2 separate regions of the Oryctolagus cuniculus genome follow, and region 1 is linked to region 2. The links are chromatin contacts, called in public Hi-C maps. All regions are on one chromosome and are shown on one strand. The core of a region is the stretch at or near the end of the contact, and the rest is flanking DNA. Distances in the headings are between cores, read along the strand shown. Region 1 holds the start of ARF6 (ARF GTPase 6). Region 2 has its middle 80 kb from the start of ARF6.

Region 1 (3,125 bases), core at 23-2,522, 80 kb after region 2:
ATGAAACAGACTTGCAACATAGTCTGCATGAATGCAAAATAAGCCATCTACAGCAAGTGATAAGGAAACTGGATAAAAAAAAAAGGAAAAAAGCATACATTTGGGGGGGAAAAAGATTCTCTAGAAATAAAAAAATCAAACCATTATTATAAAGGACTTTACCAAGAACTGCTGTATTTCCCCCACCCCATTTGCTGGAAGTCAACAAGAGCACCTAGCACTTTGTGTTCATGTCAAACGTCAAATCAGAGCATCCTAACGCAAAGCGGAATAAAGAAAAGAAAAAAAAAAAAAGCAAAAAAAAAAGAAAAACCCCAACCCCCCCTCCCTAAACCGTAGAACTGTAACTCCAGAGTTCAAATTCAAAAGAAGAGAAAGTGGCGATTGAAAGAGGTGATGGTGGCGATAATCCTATGAATGGGTTTTTGATTTCTCTCCTTCCGGGGGCTGGGTGGAGAATGCTCATTAGGACTTGTAGTTAGAGGTTAACCATGTGAGCCCCTCATAGAGTCCGTCCCCTGAGGTGGCACAGGAGGGCTGCACATACCAGTTCCTGTCCCGAATCCGGGTCAGGCCCAGTTTCTCCTGGATCTCATGGGGTTTCATGGCATCGGGCAGGTCCTGCTTGTTGGCGAAGATGAGGATTATGGCGTCCCTCATCTCCCGGTCATTGATAATGCGGTGCAGCTCCTGGCGGGCCTCGTCGATGCGGTCGCGGTCGGCGCAGTCCACCACGAAGATCAGACCCTGGGTCCCGGTGTAGTAGTGCCGCCAGAGCGGCCGGATCTTGTCCTGGCCTCCCACATCCCACACGTTGAACTTGACGTTTTTGTAAGTCACCGTCTCCACGTTGAAGCCCACGGTGGGGATGGTGGTCACCGACTGGCCCAGCTTCAACTTGTACAGGATTGTGGTCTTGCCGGCCGCGTCCAGGCCCAACATGAGGATCCGCATTTCCTTGTTCCCGAAGATTTTGGATAGCACCTTCCCCATCGCGACGGAAGAGCCGGGGCCGGGGGCATTCAGGTGTCCCGGTTCCCCCTCAAGCCAACAACGCCGCCGCCGCCGCCGCGAAACCGAAACGAAGCCTCCCTGCCGCGAGGGCGCCCGTGCGGCCTGCGTGGGAGTCGCCTCCTACGGGGCGAGAGGCCCGGGCCTGCCGCTCACTCGGGCATCACCGACCCGCACAACTTGGTTCCTCCAGCCGCCGCCGCCGCCGGGGCCCTGAGTCTGCGCCCGGAGAGCCGCCGCCCTGCTGAGGCGCGGCCCGGCCCGGAACTGCCCTTCCCCCCCGCAGGCGCCGCGCGAGCGCCGCCGCCGTGCCCGTTCCTCCGCCCGCCCGACGGCCCGCCGACTACCGGGCTCGCCACCGACCCAGGCCACCCGTCAGGCAGCGCGGCGCCGGCGTCCCGTCAGGTCATGGATCCTCGCGGGAACTCAGCGCGCTGCCTGCGGAGACACAGAGAAGGAGAAGGGAGTTACCGCCGGAGCTCCGAACGGGAGCGGGCGCGGAGGCCGAGGCCGCCCGCCTTAACAGCTCGGCCCCCGGGTGTCGGTGCCGGGTGGTGGTGGTGGGGGTTACCTCCAGCCGCCGCCCCGAGCACGGGCTCGCTCCGGCCGCCGCCACCTCCTCCCAGCTCTGCCGCTGCCGCTGCCGGAAAAGGCGCCCAAGAAACCGCCTCACTTCCCCTCCCGACCACGCAGGCGCAGCGCAGGCCGACCGTTCGGACAAGAGCGACCTCTGGAAGGAGAGCGGCCCGCGCGCCCAGCGTCACGGGCGCCACGCGCCGGAGGGGGCGGGGCTACGGCGTCCCGGAGGGCTCGCGGGTGCCGCCCGCCCGAGCCCGCGCGCCTCGGGCTCTGGCCCGCGCCCACCTGTCGCTCTCGCCGCGTCTGCGCGCTCGGCGGCCCCTTCGTTCCGCGCCTCTGCCCGCCCCCGCAGTCCGGGGAGCAAATACTCCGGGGAGGTGGGGAAATGGAGCCTCCGCAAGGGCGGGGCCGCCGGACGAGCCGCCCCCACGGAGCCGCTTGCAGGCCCGGAAAGTTCGGCGGACTTCGCGCGCCCCGGGTCTCCCGGGGACGCCTTGGCCGCTTTTTAGCTTTTTCTCCGACCCCCTCCTTGGTATCGTTGCCTCTGGTGTTCAGGGTTTTCCTGGAAGACGCATGGGAGGCCGGCGCGCTCGTGTTGAACCCGCCAGTCAGTGGCGCGCCGTGGCTGGGCTCGGGTTTGCTCGGAAGCCCCTCTCTCGAACACTGGAGCCCTGTCCGTGTTGCATCAGGACCAGCTCACGTTTCTTGTAAAAGCTGGCGGTGAAGAGCTTTCTGGAACGCGATGAACTGTTCTTAGTCCAGTGTCACTTCCTTTTAGTATGGGAGCGGCAGCTGCTCACCCACCCACCCACCCGTGCTGCAGTCACCTTAGCGTAGGGTGTAGAACCTGAGAGGCCACTTAACCTCGTTCGCTGATCTCCTGTGTAAACTGACCTCGCTTACTCCGCCCCGCTTGGAGGATGAAATAATACCATGTTGGTGGAAGACCAAGGAAATCTTTGTATCGAAGGGTTACTCTAAAGTTGAAAGAAAGTGAAAGCTAAAGTAAATATCAAATAAGGGGAGGAAAAAAAAAACAGGAAATACGCTTGAGTTGTTTTTTTTTTTATTTTTTTTATTTAAGAAAGATGCTATGACCGCGTATGCTAACATTTTTACTTCGCCAGTTGAAATCTGACAGCGGTTACTAAGGCGCTGGTTGGCACAGCTGAGCTGCATATCAGCTTGGTTGGGTTCGAGTCCCAGCACCTGATCCGGCTTCCTGCTAAGGCCCATTCCACTCCGGGAGGCAGCAGGTGATGGCTCAAGTTCCTGGCTCCCTGCCACCCACCTGGGAGACCTGGATTGAGTTCCAGGCTCCTGCTTCCACCTGGCTATTGAGAGCATTTGGAGAGTTTAAGCAGCACGTGGAAGATTTTGATCTGTGTCAGCTGTTCTGCCTTTCAAGCAAAAAATATTTTTTTTAATTTAAAAGAAAATTTGGTAATATCAGGCAGATTAAACAACCTTGTAAACTTCAGCTTGAAATAAAGATACTAATATAACAGTGATCTAATTTACTTTCCATCTGCCGT
Region 2 (3,264 bases), core at 318-2,817:
TTTATTTGAGAGGCAGCATGACAAGGAGAGAAAGAAAGCCACAGAAAGAGATCTCCCATCTCCTGGTTCACTCCCCAGGTGGCCACAACGCCAGGTCTGGGCCAGGAGGCAGCCGGGAAGCAGGAGGTGCCTCTGGATCCATCACGTGGGAGTATTTGGGCCGTCTTCCACTGCCGGGGGCATTGGCAGGAAACTGGACCAGAAGCAGAGTAGCCAGGACTTGAATCGGCACAGGTGTGGCACGCAATTGCTTAACCTGGTGCACCACACTGCCCCCCCCCCCACTCAGGACCCTCAGTGATGGCGCCCCTCACTCAGGAACCCTGACACAGGAGGATGCCTTTGCCCTGAGTTCCAGCAGAAATTCCAAACTCACCCAGCTTGGGTCATAGGCCCGCCCCTGCATCAGCCACTGAGCTAAGGAAATCTCTTATTGGCCAGTCAGGGTCAGATGAGCGCTCCTGAACCAATCACTTAGGCTAACGGGATATGCTTTCTTTACTGCCCAGTTGGGGTCATGTGCCTTACCTTGAACCACAGGCGAAGCCAACCTTACTCAAACCATTTGGGGTGGGAGAGGGATAAAGGTGGTTGTCCAAATGGTAGTCAGGGTAGAAGGGTTTGTAGAGACCAGGCCCCACAAAGGCTGTCTATTTTTGTACATATTATTTGAGTGACACCTGTAGCCTGCTCATTTCTGAGGTTCATTTCCGTTGTCAGCACAATCAGACTCCATCACACAATTAACTTCTCATGAGTGCGACGCTAGCATCCCATATGATCACCAGTTTGAGTCCCAGCTGCGCCACTTTGATCCAGCTCCCTGCTAATGAGCCTGGGAAAGCAGCAGAAAATGGCCCAAGTGCTTGGGGCCCCGCCACACAGGCAGGAGACCTGGATGGAATTCCACACTCCTGGCTTCAGCCTGGCCCAGCCCTGGCCATTGCAGCCTTTTAGGGCGTGAATCAGGAGATGAAAGATCTCTCTCTCTCTCTCTCTCTCTCTCTGTCTGGCTTTTAAATAAATCTTTAAAAAAAAAAGAAAAAAGAACTTCGCATGAGCATTTCACTTCTCGCTCCCAACGTGTGTCGGAACTCGCCATGGATGCTGGTGACTCACATGCCCGTTTGCCCGCACTCCGGAGGAAACCGGGGGCAGAGCCGAGCTGGGCGAGCCGGGCACGCCTCCCATTCATCACCGAGAGCCAGAGGAGCAGGGCTGCTCGTCCTGGTGTGACCAGGCCTCGGAATGAGAAGAATGTGGGATGGTGATGGGGCAGGGAGCTCCCCTCCGGGAAGAAAACCCACGGCCTGCCACGGAATTGGATTGGAGAAAAGCTGGCTTTCCTTTTTTTTTAAGTCACACAGGGACCGTCTTTTTGAAATATGTGTAGCAAAACCTGGAGCGCAGCTGAGAACAGATTGAGAGGCGCAGTTGTCTTGGAAACTTCAGGTCCTGAATGAATTGGAAGGGGGGGGGGGTCAGAGGGATGCTCTCCGCCCTTCAATCAGCAAAAACGCCCGCACCCCGGGTGCCTTAGCCTCTTGCACTCTCCCAAGGGTGACACCGTATTAATCAGTTTGGAACCCTGCCGCCCCCTTCCTGATGGCTCCGGTCCAGGGACACTCCCTGGAGGGGGGGGGGGCAGGGCACCCACATCCCATAATCCTCCGGCTTCACCCTTGCCTGTAGGCACCTGCAGATCTGCCTTGACTATTTCCTGTTCAACTCAACAGGTTTTAATCATGTGAACTAATATTTGCTCACTATTAAACCACATTTACCCTCGCAAAAGGCAAACTCCCAAAGACTGAGGATTAGGCGAGCCCAGAAAAATCCAAACATGTATGCAAAGGAGCTCCTGGTTCCCGCCACCCCGCGTTTCCTTCCTGCCCCGGCTGTGTCCAGCCCTCTGCCTCTTCACGGTCTCCCAGCAGTTCTCTCTCTGCGGTTGCCACCACCCGCTCAGCAGGGCTGAGCTGTCCTCCTGCCTCCCCCGTGGACGCGAGGGCCCCGGGGGGCTGCCGACCGGCTGCCCTCTGTGTGGCTTCCAGCTCCTGGTTCTGCCCAGGCTCTTGAGCACGGTCTGAGACGAGTTGAGAAGCCTTGTTTCTCAGTGCCTGTCAAGCACTCGGCCTGGTTTGTTCCACTGCCAAGTTTCTCCCTCATAATTGTAACTTGTTTGTCCCCAAACACATTCAGTTCTCACAACCAAGAGAGCCTGCATACAAGAGACCAGGAAAAAAAAAAAAAAAAAAACTAGAACTCTACAGAAGAACTCTACAGATACAAAGAGGGAAGCCCGTTACATGAGACTGCATTTATGACAGCAGTGAACCTAGCAGTTCCTGAGGTCTCGGGTTGGGTGGCTGCTAGAGTCCCATGTTCTTATTTTGAGCTTAGAGAAAATGCCGGGTCCCGACCACTACCCCCCGCCCCACCCCCACCCCTGCACAACCCAGGCTGCTGGCGCTGAGACGCATCTCTAAGAAAAGGAAGGGAGAACCAGGTCTACCGACCCGCCAGAAGTGAGCCCTCACCCTCCAGGCCACTCGGCAGCCTTTCCTTGACGAGAGAGCCTGGGTAGAGGTGACCAGAAACCTGGCCCACAGCCGCAGCCCTGGGCACGGCCATGCGTGAGCCGCAGAGGGGCGCCCGCCCCGCTCCCTGCGCCAGCTCCGTGAGCGCAGGCTTGAGGGGCTCCAGCTTCAGTATCTCGCTCAGGGAGCTCACGCGTGGCTTCCTCAACGCTCCGTGCTCCACCTCCGTACTGTGTGCTCCAGGATACCTGTTCCAGGGAAGGCCAACTAACCACCTGATCAGTTGCCCTCCCAAGGGGTCTTCGAGAAGTTCCTGGGAAAGACACAGCCTGAGACACCTGAGTGTGGCTTTCCAAGCAATTTTGCATCAAAATCATCTTTTCATTTCCATTTTCCATGAAGCCTCTTCACCATCCCCTTTCTCCGAAGATGCTAAACTAAACATAAATAAATAAATAAACCCACCGGATACGTGATCCTTGAAACCAAAGAAAATCTGCCACACGCCATGTTCTCTCATCACAATTTGCCTGCAGGTATGAGCAGTTGGTCTGTGCAACATGCCCATGCAGATGGCCCCACGTGTGCTGCACACACACACACACACACACAAGTGCTGGTGTCACGTGTGACAGTCGGCAGAGAATGTCATGCTCTTCAAGGCAGGCACCAGCCCAGTTGTGACACTCAGAATGCAAGCAGGAAAACGTGTGATTTCAAGTCA

What was found. Hi-C and Micro-C count contacts between places; a contact is called where the count stands out from the background.
Region 1: a Hi-C map of an unstated tissue shows a contact between it and region 2, with 2.8 times the contacts expected there. The contact joins the promoter of ARF6 here to the enhancer-like site in region 2. A contact is called at or near these places in 3 of 6 Hi-C or Micro-C datasets (ear pinna, skin fibroblasts and an unstated tissue).

Annotation. Positions count from the first base shown.
Region 1 is chr12:26,200,073-26,203,197 of mOryCun1.1, forward strand. ARF6 (ARF GTPase 6) reads right to left here and starts at 1,273. Exons shown (of 1, transcript XM_051822816.2): 1 at 1-1,273. The coding sequence starts at 993. The coding sequence ends at 466.
Region 2 is chr12:26,119,839-26,123,102 of mOryCun1.1, forward strand. No RefSeq gene overlaps it. Among named protein-coding and RNA genes, the nearest start is that of ARF6, 80 kb to the right of the region's middle. Within about 2 kb of position 1,568, at least 3 of the 8 cell types and tissues checked have an H3K27ac peak or open chromatin away from gene starts, as enhancers often do. A contact at or near this core is called in ear pinna, where this site is marked.